Linked DNA regions of Arachis hypogaea: region 1 is linked to region 2. Evidence: chromatin contacts called from public Hi-C data. All regions are on one chromosome and are shown on one strand. Each heading gives the region's core, a stretch centred on a gene start, on an enhancer-like site or on the middle of the called end of the contact. The rest is flanking DNA. Distances are from core to core; before and after follow the strand shown. Region 1 has its middle 13 kb from the start of LOC112718620. Region 2 overlaps LOC112715955 (probable receptor-like protein kinase At1g80640).

What was found. A called contact is a pair of places that touch in the nucleus more often than the background predicts.
Region 1: a Hi-C map of leaf shows a contact between it and region 2, with 5 times the contacts expected there. The contact joins two enhancer-like sites. A contact is called at or near these places in 3 of 8 Hi-C or Micro-C datasets (leaf and an unstated tissue).

What each region holds. Positions count from the first base shown.
Region 1 is chr10:93,353,180-93,356,820 of arahy.Tifrunner.gnm2.J5K5, reverse strand. No RefSeq gene overlaps it. Among protein-coding and RNA genes, the nearest start is that of LOC112718620, 13 kb to the right of the region's middle. Within about 2 kb of position 2,025, at least 3 of the 3 cell types and tissues checked have open chromatin away from gene starts, as enhancers often do.
Region 2 is chr10:93,250,156-93,254,230 of arahy.Tifrunner.gnm2.J5K5, reverse strand. LOC112715955 (probable receptor-like protein kinase At1g80640) reads right to left here. Exons shown (of 9, transcript XM_025767800.2): 8 at 3,480-3,598; 9 at 3,063-3,384. The coding sequence ends at 3,169. Among protein-coding and RNA genes, the nearest start is that of LOC112715955, 4.8 kb to the right of the region's middle. Within about 2 kb of position 2,025, at least 3 of the 3 cell types and tissues checked have open chromatin away from gene starts, as enhancers often do.

The DNA.
Region 1 (3,641 bases), core at 776-3,275, 100 kb before region 2:
CTTCAAATTTGAAAAACATTTTCCATCTGCTATATTATGTGAGTGAGCACCACGTACACCTTTATATATTGGAGTAGAGATTAGTCTTTTCACGTACTCGTTATTATATAGGAAAAAATATAAGTACACAATGAAAATACTAAACAGTGTGAATAATAGATATATTAGATGTTTATTTTACTAAGTGTGTAAATAATTATTTTAATATTAAGATTTAAATGGATAATTTAAATATGTAATATATTTTAATTTGATTGATAATTATTCATATGATTCAAAAAAATTATTGGTTATTTAGCATAATTTATTATATACAGTAAACAGAGAGAGAGAGAGGACTAATAGTGGTCAAAGTAAACGCATGAGGAGTTGTTTAATTTAATGGTTTATACGAATTGGAAGTGCATGCTGATGAGTGAGTACCTTGTTTGACCTGATTAATTAGTTGACCACGCGTCTCAGTTCTCCAAACGGGCTCTATACGTCGTGATTAATTTGATTAATCAGTAATTAAAACACTAAATACTAGAAAATTAATTATAAATATATCTCAAATTTTGGGACACATGTTTACGTTCATGTGATAGTGGAGGATATATTGAGAAGCAAGCAAGGTCCTTTAATTGAACGCTGCAACTAATGAAATTAAGCTACTATTATCGTTAATTACTACAGTGAAACAAGTACTTAATAAAGTACTACCCAACATTTAAGCATCGTTGTTAGGGTGGGTTTAGGATTAATAGACCAATAATTACCATAACAAAGTAACAGCAATTTCAGGCCCCATCATAGTGAAGTTTAATGTAGGGCTGCACGCGGATCAGATCGAATCGGATATAGCTTATAATTCTATTCGATCTGCACTGCATTCATCGGATCGGATCGGATATGATATTCGTATTTTTTCAGGTCGGATTCAATCCGATTTTATCCGCATACATGTGAATCAGATCGGATCAAATATCGGATATATTCGTATAATTCAAAAAAAATATTTTAGGATTATGTTTGATTGTTTTTACAATAAAATGTTCAGAAAATTTATTTTTTCACCTGTTTAAGCCTATTTACTCTTAAAATATTATCAATAAAAGTTTTTTTGAATAACAAAAAAATAATAATACAAGATCTAAGTTTAATTATTCTAAGTTGAAATACAACATAAAAAATTAAAAACAAGATGTAATAAAACAACACACTAAAATTTATATCACATTATGATTTATTTTCTTAAACTATGCTATTTATAAGAGACGTGCAGATATGTGGATTTGCGAATCGGATCTGCGGATATCACTGTCAAATCCACAATCCGATCCTACTATAGTGCGGATCAGATTTGATCGGATCCAATAACTCTGTAGATCGGATAATATCCATAAAATTTCGATCAAATGTGAATAAGTACTATATATATTATCTGATTCATGTGCCACCTTAGTTTAATGCTAGGATTTAAGAACCTAGACATTATGAATTGGAATATTCTAAACATCTTTTTAACCGGTCATCGAGAAGACTACACGTGCCACTGAATATGTTTTTGGTCGTATGGTCAAGGTCACATGTGAGCATGAGTAACAACCTTTTGGGTTTATATCAAACGTTTATGGTGAACACTGAACAGTATTTATGAGTTGCGGCATCTTGTAGTGTTAAATCTAACGGGCTTGGCACATTGGGGTAAGAAAATTGTGGTCCCAAACCCATGTGGGTTGTCCAAAGTGCCATCATTTGGGTACCTCATGAATTAATTCTACAATTCTTAAGGTCAATGAAATTGTGGTTGGACGCCTGGTTCAGTGGCACACTTGTGGGTGTGTTGTGTACTAAGACCCAAAAGAATATGTCAATGAAATTATTAACATTTTATATTCTCTCAACATAAAATTAATCATTAACTCCCATGAAGCTTGGTGCATTCTTAAATAAATTTACAAGTTTAGAAGACCTTTTTTTTGGGTATGGGAAGATTAGAGACACAGCGTGGCAGTTATGTAACTATGTTAATGGGTTTTCTCCTAGGGGCTTCGGGTAGGTGTGTCAGTGTGTTTTTTCCCCTCTTTTGGTCGTGTAGATATTCTTAAAGGCCCATACTGCAAAAAAGAAAAAAAAAGAATGAACTTTAGAGTGCTCGACCAAGCCCTATATTTGGCCCAGAAAGAGGGATTCTCTGTACAGACTAGGCCAGCCGCCAGCCTTTGTTCTTAACCATCCTGTCATGTGGTTAATTGGCTTCGATAGTTCAATTTGATCTGCACTCTATTATAATTTTTTTTAAAATATTAAATCTGATTTGTCAATCTGGTCTAATAAATTTTTTTATAAAAATAAAAATATTATTTTAAAAAATTATATTTTAATAAAAATATTTATATATAATATATCATATTTAATAATTATAAATTTTTTAAATATTTAAATATTTATAATAAAATATAATAAATTTAAAATATCTTATAATTTTATTAATAATAAAAAAATTATTTATATATTTAATTATATTTTAATAGGACCAAAGAGGTCTGACAAGTTAATAAGACTAATTAGTAAATCTGGGTCTAATCTATTAATATATTAAGCTTTTTATAAGAATCCGACCTTGTGCCTATTTTATAATAGACCAGACCAGACTAAACACGTGTCAAGCTACAGGTCCCTAACAAGTCATTTGGTCTTTTTCCACCCTTATTAATACTTAGGAGTGAAAACAAGCCAGCCAGACCAGCCAAGCCATGTTTTTTTCTTAACAGGTCTGATCTGTCATGTAACTATAGGCTTTTTTAAAGTACTAAGCCTGACCTGAAGCTTGTTAAAAGGCTTGATAATATTTTTAATAAAAATAAAATATTATTTAAAAAAAATTATTTTTAAATAAAAATATTTATATATAATATGTCATATTTAAATTTATAAAAAATTTTAAACTTTTAAAATATTTAAAACATACAAAAGTATTTATAATAAAATATAATAAATTTAAAATATCTCATAATTTTGTTAATAATAAAAAAATTATTTATATATTTAATTATGTTTTAATAGGCTCAAGCAGGCCTGATAGGTCAATAAAACTAATTAGTGAGTCCGAACTTAACCTATTGATATATTCAGGCTTTTACAAGAACTTGAGCACGTGCCTATTTTATAACAGGTCAGGCTAAACACAGACCAGGCTACAGGTACAAGTGTTCATGGATCGGATCCGATCCGCATATCCGCGGTGTTTATCCGAATCCAATCCGAAAATTGCGGATATGGATCTGATCTGCAGGGCTTTCGGATCGGATCGGATCCACACACTAATCGGATCGGATTGCGGATTTTGTGTTGGTATCCGCATATCTACGTATCCGCAAAAATAAAGAAATAAATAAGTAAATATTCTTTTTATGTTTTATTTCAACTAATAATTATCATATATGTTGTATTACTTTAAATTTATTATTTATGAAAAGTATGTTTAATATTATTTTAAAAATCAATTTATTTAAAAGAATAGAAAAAATAAATTTTATTGATATTTTTTAATAAAAATAAACTTTTAAAAATATTTTTGTACTTTGCGGATATATCCGATATCCAATCCGATCCGATTCACAAATGTGCAGATCGAATCCAATCTTAAAAACTACGAA
Region 2 (4,075 bases), core at 776-3,275:
GGAACGTCAGAAAATTTCTAACTCATGCGAATCAATTCGGAGGTACATCTACCCGAGAATGAGGAGCCTTTGCACCCGACAAAAATCATGGGACTCGTACACGAGCATCATGACCGACTGGAGTAACTCAAGCAGGAGATAGAAGGACAACGAGAAGCTGAAAAAGACCTGCAACAAGAAATACGACGTCGAAGAGAACTAGAAGAAAAACTTTTGAAATTAGACGCCGACCTGTGAAATTAGAACGGTCGTGCAGATTGGGAGGAAAGTCTTTTTGGTGGAGAAGATCCATTCATAGAAGAGATCATGCAGGTTAGGGTTCTAAGGAATTTTAAAAGCCCCAACATAAACCTCTACGATGAAACAACTGACCTAAGACATCATCTCAATAATTTTAAAAGTCGGACGTATTTGGCTGATGTGTCCAATGCAACACGTTGTAAAGCTTTCCCAACAATATTAACTAAAACGGCAATGAAGTGGTTTGATAGTTTACCATCTAGGTCGGTGACTTGTTTCAACAATCTCGCAATGAATTTTCTCACCCGATTATCCATTCAAAAAGATAAAATCAAGCATGCTCCAAATCTCCTAGGGGTCAAACAAGAGGTTGGGAAAACACTCTGAGCTTATATAGAAAGATTTAACAAAGCTTGTTTGGAAATTTAGAATTTATCTCTAGAAGCAGTAAGAATGGGGTTAATTAATAGTCTCAAAGAAGGGTCGTTCTCTCAATCCATATCAAAGTGACATTTGACCTCCTCGTATGAAGTACAAGAACAGGCAAAAAAGTACATTAATATGAAAGAGAACTCCCGACTTAAAGAACCAATTCCAAGAAAAAATCTTCTTTATCTAGCTTGGGATAAAGACAAGAAAATAAAGAAAATGACAGTGCTACTGTGTAGATAAAAGATCTTTTCTACATGTATAAAGACTACGTATCTTGTATAAAAATATGACACTTGTACAACATAAAAATGTGTGTTGAGACAGTAGTTTTATGAAAATATGAAAAAATTGTGGTTTCAGAAATAGTAGGCCCCATGTATTTTTTAATCAAGCTATAATAAAACCTGTAAAAATTGCTAATGACTAGAATTAAGAAAATAAGTTTTTATGCAAAGTTATTTAAGCGTATATATCTGTGGTAAGACTAGTTTTAAATACGCAAATCAGAGTACTGTAAAATTTCAATAAATTTATAAAAAATAATTATTTCATATTCATAATTAACCATACCATTACAATAACTCAACAATAATATTTTTGGGTGTGAAGAAGGAAAGGAAGAAGATTTGATACAAAGAGAGATAAAAATAAAAAATAGAAGGAGAAAGAAGATCTATAAAGAGTATAATTGAAAAGAATGAAAAAAATTTGTGTCTATGTCAAAAAATTTGTGCTCCACCCTTTGATTCAGTACACAAATTTTGTGTATTTGTATACTTGCGTGTCCATCCGTGTCTGTTAAAAATTCGTGTCTCAATAAATAAACAATGAACGTATACCACTGTATCTATGTCTTAGTCTTTATGTCTCTCAAACCAAACGTTACCTAAAAAAATTGAAATGTTGTATCTCAAAATTAAAATTTTAGTTCTAATTTCTAATCAATAAATACAATACTTGGTCACAATTTTTTTAGTCTTAGTCCCAATCCTTAAAAACAAATACAACCTTAAGCTTCCTCAGCTAAACTGGAATTTGTTCTGATCTTTGTTGCAGAGCCTAAAATAAACTTCCCTTTCCAATCCCAGATGACCATGAATGCTGTTTTGAATACAATTTTGTATGTCTTTTGAGTTTTTTTTTTTTTTTTGGGTCAAGGTATGTCTTTTGAGTTTAGTCATCAATCATATAAAAAAAAAACCCTTTTCCAAAAAAAAAAAACATTGTTAGGAAATTATTTCTCGAGGAATCCTATTATGTATATAAATAAAAAAATATTGACTCAATCCTACATTAACCAAATGGCCTTCTATACATTGTAAGTGGGCTTCTCATGCGGAGTATACAGAAGGAATAAGAGTTGCAGCCACATCAAAAACCTAGAAAATAAAAATGAGAAACGTTTTGTTACAAGAAGTTAAAGATGAACACCAACATTTTGTGGCCCAATTTGGACCCTGAAAAAAAATCGAAACAGGCATTTTGATGAATACTTTGCACCGTAAGAATTATGTCTCTGACAAAAAAAAAATATATATATATATAAAATAGAGAATTTACGTCATGTCCAGAAACTCGGATTTATATAAATTCTGACAAAAAATGTAAATAGCCAAGTCATTATAACAAAAAAATTCATCAAAATAATTGATAGTTTGTCTATTATGTACTCTAAAAATAAAAATTAAAAATTTAAGGGTAAGATATATTTTTTATTTTAAAATTGGTTTAAAATTTTAAAAATATCTCAAAAGTTTTATTTTGTTTCAATTATTTTTTAAAAATTTTCGATTTACATTAAATATATTCCTAACGGCTAATTTTTCAAAAATTTTAAGATTAAATCAGCAACAATTTCATAACAACAACCTTTAACATAAGCAAATTAAATATAATTGTCATATATTTTTGCTAAATTAGTTTTAAATTTTTTAAAAATTTAGCTATTATGAATATATTTGATGTAAATAAAAAATTATAAAAATAAAACTGAAATAAAATAAAAATTAAGAATATTTTTAAAAATTTTAACAAATTTTAAAGATAAAAAATATACTTTATCTGAAATTTAAATTAAGGAAAAAGGGTTTACTCATGCATCCTTCTAAATTCTAATATCACAATCTCCTGATATATATTTGTGATTGTAGCCGCAAACACATGACAATGAAAACATTAAGGATATCCATTTCGATAAATAATGGTTCCTCTTAACTTGTAATATTGCTAATCCGTGATAAACTATAAAGTACTTTCTTTAAGAAGAAGCTTCGGAGAAAAATACGGTTTGTTAGTTTAACTTAATTATGACGCTAACATGTAACAACACACTTATTTGCTGTGTCGGTTGCCAATGAGTTCATATAATTGAAGCATTCTCGCAATAAATGTGATGGAATCGTTCATTTATATCAACAGAACCTTTTATCTCTTTGTATATTTATATATACAATGTATACATTAATCTGTTATTAAGAAAGCAAAATGTGGTTGAATTCAATGAGATCTGAGTGTTCCTCCAAGATGAATGGGAACAAGAGGGACAAGTGAATGAAGAACATCAGTGATTAGAGGACGGTAACTTGGCTCAGGCTGAACACAGAGAACAGCAACAGCAGCAACCTGGTATAAGTGCTTGACATCCATTGTATCTTTGATCACTGGATCCACAATGTTCCTAAGTTTGGATCTGTCTGTGAGTGCCGGCATCGCCTATAAATTCATTCATATGGTTATGTATACGCGTACGCGCGGTGTGTGGGGTTAATAAATTAAATGAATAAAAGCAGGTAGCATACATAACATACCCATGTGACAATAGATTGGCATTGAGCTGGTGCCAGTTTCTCCACAGGCTTCCTTCCTAACAGAAGTTCAAGAAGTACAACCCCAAATGCATACACATCGCTTTTATCTGTCAATTTCCCTATCAATACATAAATATCACTTGCTATTAGAACTAACAAATAAATTAACAATTTTTTTTATTTTTATAAAATCACTCATTTAAATCTAAATCATTAATATAAGATTTAATAAATGAAGACTTAAAATTTGAGTGAAATATAGTTCTTACTCTCTCTGTTTTATATTAGTCTGTCTCTTTTTAGTTTTATGCAGGTATTAACACAATCATTAAATTTTATTAAAAATATAAACAATTAAAAAAGAAAGACAAAAATACTCCTAGTATTTTTTTCTCTCTCTCTACTAATTCTTTACTCTTCTAAGTTTCTCTTTTTATATTAAATAGAGAATATAATATGTAAAAGTGAATTAATGACTTCATGGAATTAGAAAATGACACTTAATTTGCAACAAAAATAAAAATGGAAAGAGACATTTAATATAATGGGTAAAGTATGTTTTTTATCTCTAATTTTTGTGATGTTTTTCAAAAATA